Linked DNA regions of Rattus norvegicus: region 1 is linked to region 2. A link is a contact called in public Hi-C data. All regions are on one chromosome and are shown on one strand. The core of a region is the stretch at or near the end of the contact, and the rest is flanking DNA. Distances in the headings are between cores, read along the strand shown. Region 1 has its middle 8.9 kb from the start of C5h1orf87. Region 2 overlaps C5h1orf87 (similar to human chromosome 1 open reading frame 87).

Region 1 (5,789 bases), core at 2,108-4,607, 83 kb after region 2:
CAACACAGTAATAATTTTTAGAGTAAGAAATGTTTTACCCACTGAAGGAAACAGTGACAGGGAGAAATTAAACACTTTGTACAAGATGGAGGTTGGACTGACTTCTCATTGTACGACCATAGTCTTTCATCCTTGGGAAGATCAAATACACATGTAACACGTGGGCATTGTACATTATGGGTCTGGGTGTATCTTACAGTCTCTGTGATGGTCCCTGCTGTTGTCACTCACAACCTCTGACTGCAGTCTGGCTGTCATACTTGATACATGAATACTTGAGGAGAGCAAGAAAGCTGTATCTATTTCCTAAGACTACTTAAGTGTCTGAATGAAGGACCTGTGTGTATATTCAGGAGTTTTTTCAATGCCTAAAATCCCTACCACTCATCAATAAACATAACTTTTTGTGGGAGAAACACACTGTGGTCCAGAAAAGGGATGTTTCATGGTAGCACTTCCAAGTGGTCTGAATTGAAATGTGCAGAGAGATATGCATATTGCACATGTGAGTAAAATAATCTATCGGGTTACTCAGGACAAAATAAATCTCATATGCCAATATATATTACATCTCAGTGCTTAATAGAAATGATAGTCAAGCCTGCAAGATGGCTCAGCACATAAAGGTCTGAGGATGTTAGTCCAATCCCTAGGAACCATACAGTGAAAGAAGGGAACTGACTTTCAGAAGTTGTTCTCTGAAATACACACACACACACACACACACACACACACACACACACACACACACACACACACACACACGTGCATAGTGAACATAATAGTAAAAGTGAATGAAAGTCAAGTTTTCATTCACACTGCAGGCATTTCTCTAGGACAATTATTCTTGATGTGTGGTTCAAATGTCTGGTCCAAGTAGACTGCGTGGCATCTTCTCTCATGTTTCCTTGACATCTGTAGAAAGAGGAAAAAATGTTGAAGTGTTACCTAACTTAAGAAATATTGTTTGTTTTATAAAAACCGTATGCATTATTTCTGCTTGCAGCACAAGTGGTTAATATGAGAAAATCTTGCCTCCCTAATGACCAAGGAGGAAAGTTGATGCATGTAGCTGGACAGAGAGAAGTGTCTAATGAAAAGTTCCCTTGTCTGCCATACTCCAGTTGTATACAAGTCACTATGGTTCTGAACTTCTGAACAAGTTTGTGTTTGCAAACAGAATGTAGATATGTAAGATTTCCAAGAGGCTCTTAACAGGACTTTTCCGTCTGTTGCCTTTACTACTTTCAAATGAAGGAAATGTTGTTTACTGTTTATATCTACTCACAGCACATATTGAAAGAAAGTTACCTACTTATATCTGTAACCTGACTGCTATTATATCTAGAGGGGTGTAAATTGGTGTGCATTGCATGTGATGTGGGCTTTGCTGACACACAGCTTGACGTCTCCTTTGGATTCAGCTGAAAGCTTCATCCTTAGCCATGACCAACCAGCTTTCTTGTCACAACATGCTGGGAGAGGATACAATGCTTGGAAAATAAAGGAGTTGTGTACAACATGAACCCACATTCACATGTACATAGCCTCTGCTGTCTGATAGTTTGCTATACTACTTCAAAGTACTTTCATCATCTATGTGATAAAACGAAGTTTACATGCTTTAACCAAAGTTCCTGGACTCTGGGGTCAGAAAATATGTTCTAGGAATCCAATTCTATGAGTTAATAGCACTGTGATCTTGAGTCTCAGTTTCTTTATTCTTAAGTTGCCATTGAGAACAATGGCATTGTTGTAAAACATGTTAGCTAAACTTGAGAATCTGGTGTGTGCCCGGTGTTTTACACATATTTGACTTTCTTGCTTATATACTTCAGCCTTTCTCTATCTCTTCTCCTTCCTCTCTCTTTCCCTTTCTCTTACTGGTGGTAGGGGACTGTGTTGTTGACACAATTCAAAGCACTGGCATAAGAACTTAACCATACTTACAAAAGTAGCAAGAAAACTTTATGTAAAAAGAGCAATAGTACAGGTCAGAAATATGCTGCCATGACGGAAAGTTGGGCCACATAAATGAAAATCCTCAAAGATCCTGATAGTTGTTCTTAACTCCTTTTTATGGGATTCAAGAGGTTGGATTTTTCTGATAGAAGATTATCATTTTCTATAGTGCATGTCCTTCCCATAATGCATCTGATTATAATCATATGCAAACCCAATTATTCATAGGGATAAGACGATAAATAGGAGGTGTATGTAAATGGAATTATAAATTCTTGCTAGCCCACATAAAAGACACACACTTCAAGTATTTTATTTATAAACTGTAAGCCTAGATCAGGCAGATTTTGGAGCTATTCTAACTTAATCCCAACCATATGTCCCTTGTTACTTGCTGTTTCTCCTGGTTATGAGTTCATTGTCCACCTCCTAGCACGTCAGCTTTCTCATGTCTCCCTGTCCTTTCTTTTTCCTGCCTTTACCTGCAACCCAGGCCAGTTAACTGAAAACTTGCCTACCTCTATCTATTGTCTAAGCCTAGGGTTTAACCTTTTATTGACCAGTTACCTTGGGGAGCAATGTGACTTAGAATCACTTGGTATATGTGAAGATCTCATTGGGGTCAACCAGATCTTGGGGTACAAAATTTAGCATTTAAATATGAGCAGCATCAAAGCAACATCCTACAAGGTCTCCTTAAAAGTTCACATGAAGACTCAGTTCTGTCTTACTTTATGCTTACCCAAAATCAGTTCAGGTTGGTTGGCTTTGGATATATTGGGAATATATTGGAGAAGAAACTGTCAAAGTTTGATTTTTGTTAGGGAAAAAATTCTATTATGTTTTTCAGAGAGGAATGTAGTTATAGCCCAGTGGAGGTAGGGTCCAAGGTTATTCGGTGAGTTGTTAGAAAAGAAATATGTGTGTAGAATGCAGGCAGGTAAAGGAGTTTGACCATTAAGTGCATGATTAGAAGATGGGATGTGCATTAATGTGCCTTATGCTCGCCTACCTTCCTCCTTCCCCTTTTCACCTATTACATATATAATCTGCCAGTTTTCAGCACATGAAAGGAAAATATAGTTTGTTCAGTTTGGAAGAAGTGGAAGAGGAGATTCCAGTCTGATTATAACCTGGGATTTACATAAACCTTCTGAACTAAACTGACATGTAACCCTTATGGTGTGAGTTCAGGAGAGGGTTTATTTTTTTTTCCTGTCATAGGTGGGAAAGAGTTGTAGAGAGAAAAGAACAGAGTAGCTTTATATGAGTTGGACTAAAGCTGAAGTAGGAAAAAATTGTTTATCTAAAATCTAGGTCTCAGGCACCCCAGTCTACACATTGCTAAGGAATGATTATGGAAAATATGTGGGAGACCGTGAAATACAGAAACACATGCAATATTTGTTTAGACAGCAGGTGATCATCACTCAACGGAGAAGTGATGGGAGATCTTCTACATTGGCATGAGGCCCAGTGTGACCTCCACATAGTGAGGGTCCAAAGAAAGGCAGCGTTGTGGTCATCTCCCAAGAGAGATGTATTTAAGTTCTCTAGACAGCAACATTCTTGGCAGGTAATATTCTTCTTGATATTCCCCTCATCTGAGACTGGCAAGACAGTAATATCCTCGAGTTGTTTTCTTGATATCCTAAATAGAGAAGGAGAAAAATCTACAATGAAGTGTTGGTGAGAATGAGCAGAATACCTAGCAGGATAGCTTGGACTATATAAGAGGAAATGTCTGTTCTATCAGATGCATCCATTCTAATTGAGGACTTGCTATGAAGGCCCTCAGAAACTGTTGGTAGAAAGGAAATAAAAGATGCATAGTTGTCTCTGTTGTCTGGGTGAGGCCTTATTATTGCATTTGAGACAGTACTGGCATTCTTCATTTTAATGGACTGTCCAGAGCACTGCAGACCATTTAGAATTCCTAGTTCCTAGGAACTAGCATCCAGAAGTGTGAAGCATTTGTTGTAGTACTTCAATTACTGATCAAAGGACTCTCAGCATTGCCGTGTTGGCCGAGGGCCAGTGTTTCTATGGGGACCCATGCAGTTTCTGCAGAACAGATCCTTTCTATTTGTGTGCCCATGTGACTGAGGTTTTCTTTTTCTTTGGTGCTTAGTGCCCTAGGCATCTCCCAGGCAAGAGACCCACTTAACAATCCATCATTCTTGCTGGGACAATCAGACTTCCCAAGTAATTTCTGTATTTTCTTGAGAGATTGGACTTTGCTCTTCAGTACCACCAATGACTTGGTCCCTGCTCAATAAATACTAAAGATTACAATTCTGATAAAAAAATAGATCCTTCTGATCTCCCTAAAAGTGAGTTCATGCCAGGGGTATGGTCTAGACTAAAGAACAGACTTCTATGAGCTATGGTTTTAGCGAAGAGATTCTTGGCTCAGAGATACAAGCTTCTGCAGAATAAAATACCAAAGGGGGATTTTTTTCTCCATCTTTATTAACTTGGGTATTTCTTATTTACATTTCGATCTTTATTCCCTTTCCTGGTTTCTGGGCCAACATTCCCCTAACCCCAACCCCTCCCCTTCCGTATGGGTGTTCCCCTCCCCATCCTCCCCCATTACCACCCTCCCCACAACAATCATGTTCACTGGGGCTTCAGTCTTGGCAGGACCAAGGGCTTCTCCTTCCACTGGTGTCCTTACTAGGCTATTCATTGCTACCTATGAGGTTGGAGCCCAGGGTCAGTCCATGTATAGTCTTTGGGTAGTGGCTTAGTCCCTGGAAGCTCTGGTTGCTTGGCATTGTTGTTCATATGTGGTCTTGAGCCCCTTCAAGCTCTTCCAGTCCTTTCTCTAATTCCTTCATTTCAGTGGTTTGCTGCTGGTATTCACCTATGTATTTGCTGTATTCTGGCTGTGTCTCTCAGGAGAGATCTACATCCTGTTCCTGTCGGCCTGTGCTTCTTTGCTTCATCCATCTTATCTAGTTTGGTGGCTGTATATGTATGAGCCACATGTGGGGCAGGTTCTGAATGGGTGTTCCTTCTGCCTCTGTTCTACACTTTTCCTCCGTATTCCCTCCCAAGGGTATATTTGTCAAATGTAGATATTACTTTTCATGTTACGTTGACAAAATGCCTAACTGAAACAATTTAAGGAAGGAAGAAAGGCTTTATTTTGGCTCTCAGTTTGAGGATAGTATCTGCGATGATAAACATAATATCATGACTACAAGATTTGTGACAGATGGCCTCATTTCGTCAGCAGTCCTAAAACAGAGAAGTGAATGCAGGTCAGTGTTTTTCACCTGTAACTTGCTGCTAGAATAACGCTAGCCCACGTTTAACATTTGTCTTCTCACCTCAAAAAACCTACACTAGAAACTCCCCCATAGAAATGCTCATAGGTTTATCTGTAGTCTGGTTGTAGATTCTTTTATGTGGGCAGACAATATTAATCATCATACCACATTCCCTGATAAGCATTAAGTGCTCTTCCTCCTGGGAGACAATGACTATGCAGGGGGTTGAAAAGGATATGAGAGGCGGGGAGCTTTCTCTCCATGATGTGGAAAACAAGATAGGCTAAAGACAAAAACAATTACCCCTTTAATGCATTATATCTTGCTTCATTGACCATCGGGATTGTTTATTTTCTATTTTATCATAAGTCAGGTGATCTTAGAAAAGTAAGAATCTTACCTTGGCTACTCTGTACATTAGAGAGCCTGAATTTGAACTGGACTTGACTTCAGTCTTATGTCTGCACTGCATATGGGTATTTTTGTATATTTACTTATGTATATATATATATAACTCTGTATATGTGGCATATTACATATAAATATGCC
Region 2 (6,470 bases), core at 171-2,670:
CATTTATTTATACATGTTTCTCTAGCTCCCTTTACATTTTGAACTTCCTGAACATGAGTCAATACTTTAGGAGAGAAACAAGATTCCCATTTCCCTTACCCTTACACCTTCTTTCCTTCTGCCAATAAGGCCAGGCACAGGGTGACAGAATCATCAATCTACACTCTCTATGTCCACCGGGAGGAGAGAGATGGCTTTTGGAAAAAAAAAATTGGACTTGTCTGAAGGGACACATAGTGAAGTCACTCTTGGAAGGTGTCTAAGCACAAGGAAACCCGAGGAATCCCTGCTTAGAGCTGGCTCCTTCAAAGCAGAAAATGAGCTTCAGTTGTAATCTTCTGGGGATTACAGAACTTTGGAATTCTGATGAGACAGACTCTCAGTCTAAATCTCCCTTGTAAAAAGAGGAAACTGTGTGGGATAGCAGTGTGTGTGTGCTTTAGGGCTTGGTACCAAGTGCCAATTGCTCTTCACAAGATAAATCTCCCTTGGCCTTTGTCAGAGCTCAATCTGCCTATGAGTTTTCCTGGACTCTATCCCCAAAAGCACCATCTGCTAGTGATTGTCCTACCATCTGACCATTTACCCTTTGTCAACTGTCCTCCTCTGGGCAACCGCACTACCAGTTGGAGTCTACCCATTGTCCATTTTGGAAAAACTGAGTCTGAAGAGCAACAAAGCAGAAGAGGGGGAGGATGGAAACAATGTACTTTGCAAGGATCCGAGGCCAAGATGTGATGTGGGAAGGCCTGGAGTCTTTGCTCAGAACCTGGGGTGGGAGCATGTGGCCAAGCCAGAGCCATATTGTGTCCCAGGCAGCCTGATGGCTCCACAAATAATATTGATGCCTTTTGTTTGGAAACTTTTGTGGCAGCTTCCCACTTTCCAACAAGCCGTGGTAAATGCTGGGCCCTCCCCAAACCACTTTGCCTTTTGCATGGTTTCTGGCCAACTGTGCAGGCAGATGAGGCCCCTCGATGCTAATGAGGGAAAGGGCTGGCATTCCTGAGGCACCCAGCTCTGGGAAGCCCGCCTTTGTTGCTAAGGAGCATTGGAACTGTAGCTGAAAGGCTCCTAAAGACAGGGAGGACAGGGAGAGAAGAAAGGCACGCACTTGTTTCCAGAAGTTCACAGTTCTCTAGATGGCACCAAAGCTCTCCAGTTTCTGATCCCAATTAGAGCATCACCCCCTCCTTACTGTTCTCTTAATCATCATGGGAAATTCTTCAGAAGAGTTAGAAAACATTTAGCAAACTCTGGACTCTCCTCTCTCTTCTTATGTTTTCGCTTTTGTGAACATCTCACACCCAGGTGGCGGGAGAAGGCTTTGTTACTTGCTCAGAGGGGTATGGAGCTGAGAGAAAGCAGCTGGGGTTTGCTAATGTTCCTGTGTGGGCTCCATTCAGTAGGTGTTCACCAGTGACCCACATGATGAAGGATCTGGGCTTTGGTGCTGGTGAAAAAGTTGAAGAGGCTTTGCTTGGATTTGCTGCCAGGCCTGCTGAAGAATCAGACCATTCACATGGCAATGCTGTACGAGTTGTTTGCTGCCAGCGCAGCCTGCATAACATTGTTGGGCTTGGAGTTTACACAAGTTTTCCACTCCTGGCTCAGTCAGTCTCACTAGGCCTGTTAGACCCAATGTGATTTCAGCGGTATCCCGAGCTTCAGTTTTTTCAACCGTAGAATGGATATAATAATGCCAACCTATTTTGTAAAGTTGGGAGAAGCAATTACAGGCAGGAGGGTAATGTAAAAGGCAGTTTCTGCTGATCAGGAAAGCACTCTGAAAATGAGTCAAATGCTAGTTTCAGTATCTGGAAAAGACCTAGGAAAAGACAATAATTAGGCCTGTTGTGAAGGGAAATACTGTATAAAAATAGAGGATACTTGTTTCCTCTGTGGCACTTCTCTGTGGCATGCAAGATACACTGCTAAGCCTTTGATGCAGTATCTCATTTAATATGAATGGAAGGGTTTTGCTCTGGTAAAACGTAATTGCTCAAGGCTATATGGTGTGAGAAAGTCTGCTCTTGCTGAGAAAATGCCTCTATCCTTTACTCTCCCCGTCTTTACACTTTGTGGTTCTTGGAAAGTTAGGGCATACAACACACACACACACACACACACACACACACACACACACACACACACACAGCATCATCTCTAAGAAGCTTACTGCATAATGTTGCCCACTTAGGAATGTCCTGCTTTAGGAAGTTTATCAATCAAGAGACACTGGCCTTTACTCTTCTATCTTTATTAGAACTCCCCAGTGACACACAGCGCACATTCAACAAGACACTATCTGAAAAATCATAGAGAATAGCAAATGCCACGATGACAATCTGAAGCATAATAACGTCATAACATATTACTATTGATGTCAATATGTTTGTTTCATAGCAGACCTCATATAACCTCTACTGTCATATTGTTACCTTAATAAATAATCTTCTCTATGAATTTAAGTTTTATTTCCTTAATTTTTACTCAGACAAAAGTAATGAGTAATTACTCTCATAATACACGCACATGCAAACAGACAAGCATAAAGACAACCCCCAGGCCAAGATTTTCTTCTTGGCTAAATTCTAACCATCCTGTGATCATGTAGTCTGAGTTCATGTGGCCTGACCCTAATTTTGTTGAACATTGACTACAAGTTCCCATTTCCCTTTGCCATATTGAAGTTGGTCCAGTATCTCTCCTCTAGGGTATAAATCTCTCAAAGTAGTCCCTATGCTACCATCATAGTTATAAGTAAAGTCTGTTTTATTGTTCTTTTTAAAATAATGTATGCTTTATTAATTCTTTGAGAATTTCATACAACAAATTTTGATCAGATTTACCCACATTTCTTCACTGATCCATCTTTTCCCCATAATCTCCCACTTCCTGTCTCCCTTTGTTTCAAAACAAACACACATACACACAAGTATACACACACATATATACTACACACACATATACACATATACATGCATTCACACAAACACACAAACACACAAATATGCACACCACACACATGCATATACACACATGTACACACACACATATACACAGACACAAATACGCACATACGTACACGCATACACACACATACACACTCATACACACAGGCACACATATATGTATATACAAACACAATACACACACACACACACACACACACACACACACACATATATATATATATGCACATACACACATGTAGGGAGCGGCACGGCAAAACAAAGATGGCGCCAACAGCCAGCCCTGTCTGAATGTAAACAACTTTCCACACATGCGCAGGCTTGTCCCCTCGTCAGGGCAGCTGTATGATCCGGCGCCCTCCTGTGGTGAACAATAGTACTGCACATGCGCGGGTTTTGTACCTGGTGTCAGTTGGCCAGTAATATGCTAATGAGGGGGTGGTACCATGCTGGTGAGGTGATTCGTTCTCCGCCAATCCCTGGAGGACAAGTAGTGGGGTGATAGTGGGGTGACCCGTGCCCCACCAATCCCTGAGAGATTATTAGCCTACTGTTGTGTATATAAGGCGAGCACTCTTGCTGTTTGATGTTCCCTGTCCCTGTTCAAGAGAGCTGTACAGTAAAGGTTTGTTCGCAGAAGAATCCTGTTGCCACGAGTCGTTCTTGCTGGCGAGACGTTGGGCGCACGACACACACACATACACTTACACACATATACACACATACACACAATCTTAGGGGTAAAGCTGTGAATGATTCAAAAGAAATTGCTACTTGTACCTAGAATAAGAAAATGTATTTCAAAATTTGTTTTGGTATGGTAATGGCCCGATTCTCCTGTTTATCTACACAGGCCATTTGTTCAGTTCTTTTTCTTTTTGAGATTTCCTGAGAGTTTATGTCTCATGCATACAAAGAGTTGTAAAAATGGCATTGCTTCCAGTGTTTATCACACTCTTACAAAGCAGTCCAATTACTTCCTTCTTATAGACAAAGAAACAAGTTCAGGGGGATTAAGTCACTGCCAAATCTACTGCGTAGTGAATGGAGTTTAGCTGTTTTGAGCCTGTTCCTTTTATAGTCTTGGTATAATCTGGATGGTGAGAGTAGAAAGGGGGTTGTGATCTGGTCATGGTGTTCCTCCATATAAAAATATCCATTTGGCCCAAACAAAAGGAAACACTGGTTAGAGTCACAAAGCTCTGGGAACACCTGCTACATTGCAGCGTCGTCTGTAAATAGAGCCCTGTCCATTTACATCAGCTGGTTACTGAGGCTGCTAGATCAAGAGCTCTATTGGATGTTGGCTAGAAAAGCCTGAATGAGGGAAAATCTTTGCTGCTGAAGATTCTGACTGAGTTCATTAATTTCACATCAGGTTTAGAGTTCTCTGCACCCCAGCTGCCTCTCTAGTCTGTCTGCCCAGAGATAAAGGGTAGACCTTGATCTATGGCTCCCCAGAAAGCTACCTCTTTCTGGCAAATGACTAGTACAGCCACAATTTTTATACTCTCTATTTTTCTGAGCCTGTCTGTTTATCTGTGAAATGGACCCATGAGACATCTTACTGAGATATGAAAGTTGGGGAAATAAAGTGCCAAGTTTCTGATACTTAATAGTCGTATTGAACTATTAATCCTAAAGCCTTCATTTTCTTTACTTGTTTCCTTGTCAGGAGGAGAAAGCCATGTCTATTCTTACTCTGTTGACTTACCAAGGAGGTCTAGTGGTTCCAGAAGGTAAGTTGTTCAACATTAATGTTTATTTTTCTGAATCTAGGTGTTTTTGCTTTTGTTCTTGAAGGTTTGTTCGTGAGGTGCTGTCCTAACACACCACACTATAAAACGGACAATATGGCCCACTCAGAAGCTACTTTGTTTGATTGTTGCCTGACGTGACCTAATTCATTCATCTTATCTTCTATACTATCCATGTTCAGCATCCAGTTTAAGGTTCATTAACATGGGTCCTGGGATCATCTTATCTCTGAAGCTTCAAGATAATGCTCCTTCAGATGAACCTATGGCTATTTCTCGGCTGCTTGGGAAGAGAAGAGGTGGAGAGCTGGAGAACATGTTAAAGATAGAACTACATGGTTGGTGAAAACTCTACTAGATTTTCCTGCCCTGGGAGAGCACTTCCAAAGTGTAATCCCACGTGCCCTTCCCTGAAACTTCTCTCGGGGACTCTCAGAAATATCCCTGAAGCCACTGCTCACATTGCCTAGTTTTGCCTTGGGAAAGGTGCTATACTTACATAGAAAACGCGAACTTTAAATCATTGTTCTGCTTACCGTTAAGACAATGTCAATACTTTTATTTTTTATTTGTTCATTTTTTCTCTTTGAGACAGGGTTTCTGTGTTGTAGCTTTGGCTCTCCTAAGAACTCACTCACTAGAACAGGCTAGCCTTGAACACAGAGGTCCAACTGCCTCTGCCTCATGAGTGCTGGGATTTAAAGGTATGAGCCACCATACCTTTTGTTATTTATATAGTCAAAATCATTCCTAGAATAGAGGCAGCATGGTGGCCTATTTAACTACATAGTAAATTATGTATTAAAGCCCTTAGGAATCTGAGGCAGTAAGATTATGACTTGAGGGTCCAGCTGGACTACATGTGTACACACACACACACACACACACACACACACACACACACCTTATCTCAAAATCCAACCCAACAAAAAGAACAATTAAGCTCTATTCTGTACCAGACATTCTGGTGAGTTATTAATATTAAGAATGCATTTTGACACATGAACTCATGGTTTTTTCAAAAACAGTTTAACAGTTTGTTAGAAATGTAGAAAAAATCTAACACATTGATAATACCGTACTGAAAGAACAGAAGAGCACTTCAAATGATTAGACTCTTATATCGGAAGAGAAAGCTGCATCTCTGATCATTGTGAACTGTTCCTCCTCACAGCCAAATCCTGCTCAAAACTGGCTAGAACAGCTACATCTGTCTTAGTTATGACAAAATCTCTGCCCAGCCCTCAACCTGAGCAGAAGCACAGGTCCCCGTAAAGGGGGCATGAGAGAGACAGCTGCTCTCACAATGTGTTCTTGTTCTCACAGCTCCTTTAAGTACTGAAGTGCTGGCTCCAAGATTATGTTTTCTCCAGAACGGAATCTTCGAAGGGCCTGGTCGATTCTCCGGGGACTCAGGGACAATTTGTAAATGAGGTTGTAGTTGTGAATGAGGCGCTTGGCTCGCTCCCACTCCAGCACTCCTGTGATGACATGGGTAGATAAGGTTTATTATTTTTTAAAGAGGAAGGGAGACTAAAGAACAGATATGTGTTCACTTGAATGAGTTGTAGGTACATGTTAAACACTAATTTCTATGACTTTAAGATTCTTAAAATTTACTTAAGATAGTTACAGTAAGATACAGCTTAGAGACCAAAGACGATGACTTTGGGGTAGAACAAAGCAGATAGATCCAATAACATCACAGATTTGTTCTAAAGAATTTAAGCTTATTCTT

The links. A called contact is a pair of places that touch in the nucleus more often than the background predicts.
Region 1: a Hi-C map of frontal cortex shows a contact between it and region 2, with 3 times the contacts expected there. The contact joins two enhancer-like sites. A contact is called at or near these places in 1 of 12 Hi-C or Micro-C datasets (frontal cortex) and 1 of 1 datasets of contacts at active chromatin or transcription factors (oligodendrocytes).

The regions. Positions count from the first base shown.
Region 1 is chr5:116,533,229-116,539,017 of GRCr8, forward strand. No RefSeq gene overlaps it. Among named protein-coding and RNA genes, the nearest start is that of C5h1orf87, 8.9 kb to the left of the region's middle. Within about 2 kb of position 3,358, at least 17 of the 93 cell types and tissues checked have an H3K27ac peak or open chromatin away from gene starts, as enhancers often do.
Region 2 is chr5:116,452,546-116,459,015 of GRCr8, forward strand. C5h1orf87 (similar to human chromosome 1 open reading frame 87) reads right to left here. Exons shown (of 12, transcript NM_001411863.1): 12 at 5,725-6,213. The coding sequence ends at 6,053. Among named protein-coding and RNA genes, the nearest start is that of C5h1orf87, 71 kb to the right of the region's middle. Within about 2 kb of position 1,421, at least 39 of the 93 cell types and tissues checked have an H3K27ac peak or open chromatin away from gene starts, as enhancers often do.